Regions from separate parts of the Sus scrofa genome. Here region 2 is linked to region 1. The links are chromatin contacts, called in public HiChIP or PLAC-seq maps. All regions are on one chromosome and are shown on one strand. The core of a region is the stretch at or near the end of the contact, and the rest is flanking DNA. Distances in the headings are between cores, read along the strand shown. Region 1 has its middle 25 kb from the start of MANSC1. Region 2 holds the start of LRP6 (low-density lipoprotein receptor-related protein 6).

Region 1 (4,631 bases), core at 926-3,425:
AAAAAAAAAAAAAAAAAAAAAGGAAGATTAGCAGTCCTCTTCCCTTTCTTTTTATCTGCTAGCATCATTTGTCATGTGTCACCCGTGCTGGTGCTCATGCCTATTTTTTTTCTCATCTATTATAGTGCAGTGAAGGATCAGAAAGACAGAGCTCAGAGAATGGAAGGTCTTGCCTGGCCTCACCCTCTGCCTCTCCATCCTTGCTTTTGCTGCTGGGACAGCTACTGCTGGCCTGTGCATTGACTAGGTTATCGCTAAATGTCTGTTTGTTTGAGCATCTTCTAGACTCTCAAGCTCTAAGGTTTGGGGCCTCTCTGTCATGGGATGAAAGGAAGCCCAAATGCAGCCAGGCAGGAATTACAAAAGCTAGGAGTGGGGGGGCCCGTTCTCTCCCCCCCCCCCGCCCCCACCCCAGTGCTTCCTCTCCCCTCTCCCCAAAGCCACCTGCAGTGTGCAGGCCCTGAGCCCTGCATCCCCTCCTCTCGCCTTTGGAGCCCTGGCTCCTGTGGGAAATGGGGAGACCCACAGAATGGGCGGCCTATTCTCACAATCATTGAAAACTCACTCCCAGCATCAGAGGAAAAGGAAACCCTTACCAGCTATGACAACACATGTGTGTGATCAGGTATGTTTATACATCATGCATACTTTTATGCATGTTTATACATCATACTCTTAAAAAAAAAAACCAAACTGAAGAAATCTGAAAGAATAATGCAGAAGAAATAGAATTTGGAGCTAGCATATGAAGTTATATAAGTGTAAGTGAATGAGAGGATGCCAGGGCAGAGCAGATAAACCATCTGTCGGCAAATGATGCTGTTATTTAATATTTAATGGAACTGTACATGGTGCGAAATGGATCAGTGTCCCCTACTCAATCACAACTGTTCCTCACTGGGCAGGACAGGTACAGTAGCCCACAGGCCACATGCTGCTGCCACACAGCCTGGAGAGGAATGGGGCAGCTGCATTTTTACAGCCAACCAAAGCTACAGAGAATCCTCCTGGGCCAGCCCGCCTCGGCAGGCCTTCTCATACCCAAGTCAGGTTCTGCACATCTTGGCTTTTCTTCCTATCCCCTTCAGTCAAAAGTGTCAGCAAATCTTGGAGTTCCCATTGTGGCGCAGCAGAAACGAATCCGACTAGGAACCATGAGGTTGCAGGTTCGATCCCTGGCCTCACTCAGTGGATTAAGGATCCGGCATTAACATGAGCTGTGGTGTAGATCGCAGATGCTGCTTTGCTGTGGCTGTGGCGTAGGCTGGCAACTGTAGCTCTAACTCAACCCCTAGCCTGGGAACCTCCACAGGCAGCAGGTGCTGCCTAAAAAGCAAGAAAAAAATTTTTTAAAGTTTTAAAATCATCAGCAATCAATCAGACTTCGGCAGGGGTGTGGGGTGGTGGGGACTCAAAGGTGTTTCTGTTTTGTTTTGTTCTTTTTTTTTTTTTAAAAAAAGGAAAGCCCTTGCCTTAGGAGGACTGTGTCCAGTGCGGGCAGGTAACACTAGCCCTCCTCTCACCCCACCCAGCTGCAGTGACACCACATAGTCCTGGCTGAAGTTATGACCTCTCACTCTACCCCTGGCCGAGGAGAAGAAAAGGGCACAGCTTGGAGAAAAACAAGTATCAAGGGCTGATGTGTGTGCTGAGCTCGAAAATGCTAAATGACGGTGAAAAATATTTTGGAAAAGAAACTATCTTCCAAATTGTGCTACATAGCAAAGTTAATGGAGCCCAGATGGCGTCTACTAAAACTTAGAAAAACAAACTAAAAACAATACTTTCGCGCCTGCCAGGCTGAAATGTGATCTACTTCTTAATATTCACTCAACCCAGAGGAAAATGCTTTAAAATGGTAATGGTTCCAAAAGCGCAGGCTGGGCCTCGCGCTCGGTGGATAAACAAGAGACCTCAAACACAGGGGGGTTTATGTTCTGCTCCCAGCTCCGGGCAAATCACTTCATCTCCTTGTTCCTTCTCAATTTTCTCAGCTCTGAAATGGGGAGAGCAGGACTTCACAAGGGGTTTACAAGGCATACTAAAACGACTGTAAAGCCCTTCACCAGTGTTTAATAACTGATGCTTTTTTTCATAGCTGGGCTTTATAACATCCTTCATTATTCATTCCGTGGTGTGGAAATAAACCCAGACGAGCCAAATGAGCACAGAGGCTATTTATGCGGAGCTGGCGGGGAGTGAGGGAGCCAGCCAGGATCACTTGCATTTGGCAGAGACTCAGGGCAGAGAGGAGAGTGGGGAAGCTGCTAGTGGGAAAAAAAAAGAAAAAAAAAAAAGGTGGTGGGGGGAGGCTGTGGGTGTGCCCTGATCAGAGGTTGTTGGCCTGGGGAAGGCAGAGGCAGGCTACCAAGAAGCAGGCAAGCAGGCATCCTATGTGATGGGTTCAGGGGCCATATTTGGCCTTCTGGGTTGGTCCTGGTTGGAAAGGCATTCCTGAGTTGGAAGCCAGCCCAGGGCTTTGGCGTCCTGATTTGGTCATGGCAGAAGTCGAGGGTCAGAGTTCTATCATTGTATGTATGGTTTGGCCATGGTCTGTTTGTACATTCCATCTCTCAGGGGAAAAATAAAAGGAGAGAGGGGTCTGGCCACCCCCAGAGCAAAACCAGGCACCTGCCTGGTAGCCTAGGGAATAAGTTGGACTTTTTATCCTTTTTTTTTTTTTTCTTTTTTAGGGCCACAGCTGTGGCATATGTAAGTTCTCAGGCTACGGGTGGAATCAGAGTTGTAACTGCCGGCCTACACCACAGCCACAGCAATGTGGGATCTGCAGCCTACACCGCAGCTCATTGGCATAACCCACTAATGGGGCCAGGGATCAGACACGCATCCCCACGGGTACTAGTCGGGTCCATTTCCCCTGAGCCACAATGGGAGCTCCCTGGACTTTTCATACCTTTAGACATTTAGAAGAAGCAGACTTAGAAGATAAGACGATGAACTGATAATTTTCACTCTGCAGAATCCACAGGCGCCCCACCCCACAGGACAGGCAGTCAGGACAGCTGGGTGGGTGGTGACTGTCTTCCTCCCCCCAAACACCCCAGGGGCCTGAGACAAGTCACAGAACCTCCCAGGGCTTCGGTTTCCTCGTGAACAGGCGGTGAATTCCTATCTGTCTAGTCTGTCTTATCGTTTGGTTTTGAGAATGAGTGGCTTCATGTTTGTAAAAGAACCCTATAAAGCAGGTATTTAAAACTCCATAAAGGAGGTATTTTATAAGGCATTTTAGAAGTTTGAGCAGGAAGATTGTGGCTTCGGTCTTTGAAGTTTCACCCAGTGGGCTGGAGTCTTGAACATTTTCTGCGTGTCCTGTGGGGAGACAGGCTGACTCCTGCTCAGACTCACTACCTTTCCCAGCTCTGCCTCCATTAAGGCCGCCTCAGTCCACGTCTCGGGCCTCAGTTTTCTGTCTTTATGAACAGGATCACTAGAAATTTGAGAATTTCTTTGGTCCCTGCAGGAAAGTTGCATACTTGACTTGTACCTCTCACGGCTTCACACATTTGTTCGAAAAGAATAGGTTTCATATTGTTATTTTTAGATGAAGTCATACTTTTTTTTTTTTTGGTCTTTTTTGGGGCAAACCTGTGGCATATGGAAGTTCCCAGGTTACGGGTCAAATCAGAGCTGTAGCTGCTGGGCTGCACCAGAGCCACAGCAATGCCAGAGGGAGCCTTGTCCTCAACCTACACCACAGCTTAGGGCAACTCTGGATCATTAACCCACTGAGCAGGGCCAGGGATCAAACCCACATGCTCATGGATACTAGTCAGGTTCGTTATTGCTGAGCCACATCGGGAACTCCCAAAATTTTCTTATTTTTAATTTCTGATATAATAAATATTGGTAGCCAATATGGAGTCAATACAAACAAACATAAACAAACCAATATCAACAAAATCTCTGTAGGTCTTTGATAGTAGTTAAGGGTGTAAAGGGGTCCTGACATGAAAAAAATCCATTAACCACCTCTTTAGATAATCTTACCCTTTGTCCCATCTAATGATTCTACACCCAGCATTCCATTCTAAGGACAGAATTGCACTTAAAAACCAATGTACATTGAGCTCCCATTGTGGCTCAGCAGTAACGAACCCGACGAGTATCCATGAGGACGAGGGTGCAATCCCTGGCCTGCTCAGTGGGTTAAGGGTCTGGTATTGCAGTGAGCTGTGGTGTAGTTGCAGAATCAGCTCAGATTTGGCGTTGCTTTAGCTGTGATGTAAGCCGGCAGCTACAGCTCTGATTCGACCCCTAGCCTGGGAACTTCCATATGCCTCAGGTGTGCCCCCCCAAAAAAAGACAAAAAATTAAGAAAAAATTAATGCACGGTATATTCACTGAAGTGTATTTATCAATAGAATCAACTTCAGTCTCAAAGTATGACTAGTTGAATAATTCATAGTACAATTTATAAGGTAGAATATCATACAGTTAGTGAACATACTTTTGAAGAATTTAAATGAATATAGTTAATTAATTTCTTAATAAAGGTGCCAAGAATATACCATGGGAAAAGGACTGTCTCTTCAATAAATAGTGTTGGAGAAACTGGATATCCACATGGAAAGGAATGAAATTGGGCCTTCATCTTACACCGTACACAAAAA
Region 2 (5,094 bases), core at 2,298-4,797, 42 kb after region 1:
GCCAGGGATTGAACCCTCATCCTCATGGATATTAGTCGGGTTTGTTACTGCTGAGGCACAATGGCAACTCCTACTTTCTTAATAAACTGAACGTTTTTAATAGGCAATTGAATACAAATTATTAAGTAATAAGACTAGCATCCTGGCTGAGCTTCAGCTTAAACTATAGATTTTCACTTAAGTGCCTTTATTTTTTTCATTTTTTAAAAATTGCTAATTTATAGTCAGTGTTGTATTAGTTTCAAGTGCACAGCAAAGTGATTCAGTTACACACACACACACACACACACACACACACACACACACACACACAAACACTCACATATATTCTTTTTCAGCTTCTTTTCCGTTAGAGGTTACTACAAGATACTGTGTATAGTTCCCTGTGCTGTATAGTAGGTCCCACTATTTTAGTAATGTTTATATGTTAATCCCAAACTCCTAAATACCTTTAAAGAAATTTCAAAAAAAAATACATTAAAGAAAATTTAAGAACAGGAAAGTGAAACAACTCTCACATAATTTCACCAGCCTAATACCTATTTCAGTGCATTTACTTTTGGTCTTTTCTCAAATATGCGAATACACACACACACACTATATGTTTATGTTTATATATATCTATATATTTATATTTTATATGGCTGTAATTAAAGTGTACATGCACTTTTATATGTTTTTAAGGCTCACAAACTGCAGGTATTTTCCAACATTTTTGCATAGTCCTCCAAATTATCATTTTCAAGCATTGCATTGTATCTCATTTCCCTACTTAGGTTGACAGCCTAAAAGAGCCTTAGCTTATACCCAGCTTTCTGCTATAAATAGTAACAGATCCAGGTTTTGAGGGACTTGAAATTTATACAATTTTGAGTGATGTTTTCAGAAAAATAATTCAAAATTGTCTAACTTTTGCAAATAGGACCATATGAACACATTGTTAGAGTCCCTCTCCAGGCTTTGGAAAGGGCCTTTAAAAGTGGGGGGAGGGGTTCTGGAGTTCCTGCTGTGACTCAGCCGTAAGGAACCAGGCTAGTATCTCTGAGAACGTGGGTTACGTTTTGGCCTCACACAGTGGGTTAAAGGATCTGGCGTTGCTGTGAGCTACAGTGTAGGTTACAGACAAGGCTCGTATCCCATGTTGCTGTGGCTGCGGTATAAGCCAGTAGCTATGGCTCTGATTGGACCCCTAACCTGGGAACTTCTGTATGCCGCAGGAGCAGCCCTAAAAAGACCAAAAAAAAAAAAAAAAAAAGTGTGGGGATGTCCTGAAGTTTCCTGGTGGCTCCGTGGGTTAAGGATCTGGTGTTGTCATTGCAATGGCTCAGGTCACTACTGTGGCATGGGTTGGATCCCTGGCTCGGGGCTTCCACAGCCATGGTTGAGGCCAAACAAACAACAAAAAGAAAGTAAGAAAGAAAGTAAGAAAATGAGGTGTTCTGGAGGTTAATTTTTCCTTTCTGGCCACGCCTGTGGCATACAGAAGCTCCCAGGCTAGAGATCCAACCTGTGCCCACAGCAGTGACCTGAGCTGCTGTACCACAATGGAACTCCCTGCAGGTTAATTTTCATTGGCTTTGTAGTTATCTACTTCTACTTAGAAATTATCCTGGAATAAACATCTTGAATATGTACTTTTCCTCCTTGTATTCCATAATTTCTGAAGGATTCCAAGTTACTATGATACCATTCGCTTTGCAGGAGTTGAGAAAGGAAATGATCATTTATTCAGCACCTATTATATACTGAGAAATATTTTTTCTTTAAAATTCTTTAAAATTCTTTAAAATTTAATTCCTACTATAAGCCTGATCGAGGTATTATTCCCATTTTTACAAATGAGAAAAACGAGGTGCAGTATACCTAAATTTCATGCCCAAAGTTACACATCTAGTAACTGGTAGGATTTGAATCCTAACCATCTCTTTCCAAAGCTCATGCCTTCCCAACTACATCATGGTGTCGCCACAGACTCATAGCTTCGAGGTGACATTCTCTAGGCAATTGCTGAAAACCTGGTTCTCGATTATCTGTTTTGAGGAGGACAGAATACAAAACTTGCCAAGTCCTGACATGGTTCTTGGAGGAAGGTAATTTAAATTAGTGGCGGCTAGACGTTCTCAGGTGAATTTAGGAGAAAATGATTTGGCTCTTTTTTGCCCTTCTATCTGCTCACAGACACCCCTGGCTTTGGATCAGTGCGCATTTCTCCGACAGAGCAGGGTCTGCAGTCGGAAGACCTGGCTTGGGTTTGGACGGGCTAGTCGCCACCTGACTGGCCTTGGGAAAGTCATTGAACCCCTCAGATTCTCATTTTCCTCCTCTGTGCAATAAGGATACTAAGTAACACAACCTGCCTTACCCCAGGGTAGTTGAGTGTCAAATCATGTGTGCGCAGCACTTGGTGAACCGCGTCACTGAGACGCTAGTACCAACGTAGGGGCATCCCCGCCTCTGCACCATCTGCCCCCAGGTGAGGGCGTGTGACGGCTGGGCAGGATGCACCTGATAGTTCCTTTATGGTTAACTCCTGATGGTGTGCCCTCCTGGACTGAAGCTGCCACGTGACTCCAGGGACGTCTGAGCACCTATCCCTGAACGCCCAGTGCCCGGAGAGCAGCCAGCAGAGGCTGAGCAAAATCACTCTGAGATGCTGAGGAATCTTTTCCTTCTCCAGCTGAGAACTGATCATCAAAACATGCCAAACAACCATCATTAAACGCAATTTGTAAAATCCAGAATTCAGTCCTGACCCATTGTCCCTTTACTCTCTCTTAGGTATCTTGGAATTTTATCTGCCAGTTTAGAAATCTTTAGTCCTTGTCGGACTTAATTGTGGGGGCAGTCTGCAGTTCTGGGAAGCCAGGAGGAAAAAATAAATCTCCGTTTTGTGTTGGCGTTTGAGCACCCTTCACCATATCCACGTTGAAAGCTGGTGGATACAGCATTAGTTTTTATTTTCTTTAAAAAGAGATATGCTTAAAAAAAAAAGAGATGCGTAAACCAATTCCCAATCCTGGAGACTGAGCTCATCACCCCGTATCGATATCCCAGAGCGTGGACTTGCAGCTCCGCGGCTCCAGCCAATCTGCCCCCGCCGCCCTCAACGCCCTCGCCGCCCTGGCCCAGGTGGCGGCCGGCGTGGCCCGAGAACCCCACCTGGCTCAGCCCGCGGCTGCCGCACAAAGAGCAGAGCAGGCGGCGGCCCGGCCGAGCCGCAGAAAGTAGTCCCGACCACGCCGGCACCGATGTTGTTCGACGTCGCTTCACGCCCTCCGCGGGGAGGGCCGAAGGGGCCGGCCCGGGAAAGAATCCCATCGGAATGCGCCGCCGGGCGGCCTTTCCCCTCCTGCCCGCTTTTGCTCGCCCCTCGCATTTCCCGGGGTCTGCCAGCCGAGGCCGTGCGCGCGGCCCTCTCTCCTTTTCTAAACCGCCCGGGAGGCGGTGCCGAGGGAGGGGGCTCGCCCGCGCGCAGGGAGACCTCGGCGGCGACCCGTGGCGGCGGCGGGAGCCGGTATCCCTGCGCCGCGGCGTGAGAGGAAGAGGCTGAATGAGGAACTGCGCGGGGGAAGCGGGGCGCCGGGGGAGGAGGCGGCGGGATGGAAGCAGACGCTGGCGTCGCGCGAGCCCCGGGCGGAGCGGCGCGGTAGAGAGGGCGGCGGCGGCGCGCGCGGAGCCTTGACGTGCCCCTTTCTTTCTTCTCTCTCTCCGGAAAGCTGGGAAGCATGAGCGTGCAGACCTGCCGCTGCCGCGGCCGCCCCGGCTCCTCGCCTCCCCCTCTTCGGGCCGCCCCTCGCCGGTGAGAGAAGCGAATGCGAGAAGGGAAGATGGGGGCCGTCCTGAGGAGCCTCCTGGCCTGCAGTTTCTGCGTGCTCCTGAGAGGTGGGAAGCACGGGGACGGGGAAAGTTGGTGGGGTTTTGGGGGGAGGGGGCCTCATTCTGTGTGTCTGGGGGAGGGGAGGGAGGGAGGCGAAGAAGGGGAAGAGGAGCGGGGAGAGGCCTGGTCTTGGGGAAGGAGGGAGAGAGGGGCCCGGGAGAAGGGGCTGCGCGCTCCGCCCGGCCACGATGCAGCCCCCGCCTCGCCTGCCCGACCTGGTCGGAACGGATGATTCTAAGTTTACCATTAGCAGCCTGTGCGGGTAACCCCCTGGACCCCCCATTCTTTCCGTGCGACTGAGGGTCGGTGTGTCTGTTTCTGCGTGGAGTCACTGGGGACTAGGGGCTTTGTATGGATTTTGGCCCTTGGAATGTTTGAGCCTGAGATGCTTCAACGTCGGGCTTCTCCTGCCCCCACCTTTTCCGTGTCTGTCTTGTGAACTTTTAGAGCCCTCTTACTATTTTTCCAGGCCTTGTTACAACTAATAATTGGCTTCCTTTGGGGATATAATGATCGTGGGTGAGAGCACAGTTGGAAAGCGACTCCGAGGTTATAGGTCGAGCGTTTCAGCCTTGGGAGTCGTCTGGGCTTCAGCCCGTGATAAAATAGAAACGTTGCCCTTGTAACCCCTGGTATTCAGAACTTGCCCCTATTTTCGGAGCTTGCAAGTGTACAGTTGGCACCAAGCAGGAAAGTCATCCTTGGTGGAGAGGAGCCTGTCCCGGGACCTAAGCTACCATCTGCTGCGCTCCCCGGGAGAATTTGCTCGAGAATCGAGTAAATTCTGTGGTTCCTTGGCTTGTTTGTTTGTTTTTAATTGGCCCGCAAAGCTGTCACATAGGCTGTGACTTTTATTTTGTGATTTTAGTTCGCTGAGGTTTTTGACTGGCCCGCAAGATTTCAGCAGCTATTCTCAAACTTAGCCAGTGTTGAGGCAGTGATGACTCTGATGCTGTGGGGCATTTACCAGCCGAGCAATTTAAGTGCCAATTGATGCAATGATTTGTATGTAGCTTTGGTTTCGTTAAGATTTTCGCTTGTGTTCACTGTCAGTTCTTTTCAGATATGGGACCTCTTGAGTGTAAGGAGATTTTTAGCTATTAATTTAACAGGCTAAACGTTTGTTAAGTGTTCAAACTTAACGGAAGTTTCCAGAGCACGATAGTAACTAACCGTGTTGTGCTATAAATGAGCCAGATAAGCTATTTGTGTGCATA

The links. HiChIP or PLAC-seq counts read pairs in DNA pulled down with a chosen protein or histone mark.
Region 2: an H3K27ac HiChIP or PLAC-seq map of skeletal muscle shows a contact between it and region 1. The contact joins the promoter of LRP6 here to the enhancer-like site in region 1. A contact is called at or near these places in 1 of 5 promoter capture datasets (liver), 8 of 47 Hi-C or Micro-C datasets (brain, embryonic fibroblasts, fetal heart ventricle and 4 more) and 1 of 2 datasets of contacts at active chromatin or transcription factors (skeletal muscle).

What each region holds. Positions count from the first base shown.
Region 1 is chr5:60,104,931-60,109,561 of Sscrofa11.1, forward strand. No RefSeq gene overlaps it. Among named protein-coding and RNA genes, the nearest start is that of MANSC1, 25 kb to the left of the region's middle. Within about 2 kb of position 2,176, at least 36 of the 83 cell types and tissues checked have an H3K27ac peak or open chromatin away from gene starts, as enhancers often do. A contact at or near this core is called in brain, fetal skeletal muscle, skeletal muscle and 1 more, where this site is marked.
Region 2 is chr5:60,145,494-60,150,587 of Sscrofa11.1, forward strand. It overlaps LRP6 (low-density lipoprotein receptor-related protein 6), which reads left to right and starts at 3,548. Exons shown (of 24, transcript XM_021092344.1): 1 at 3,548-3,882. The coding sequence starts at 3,813.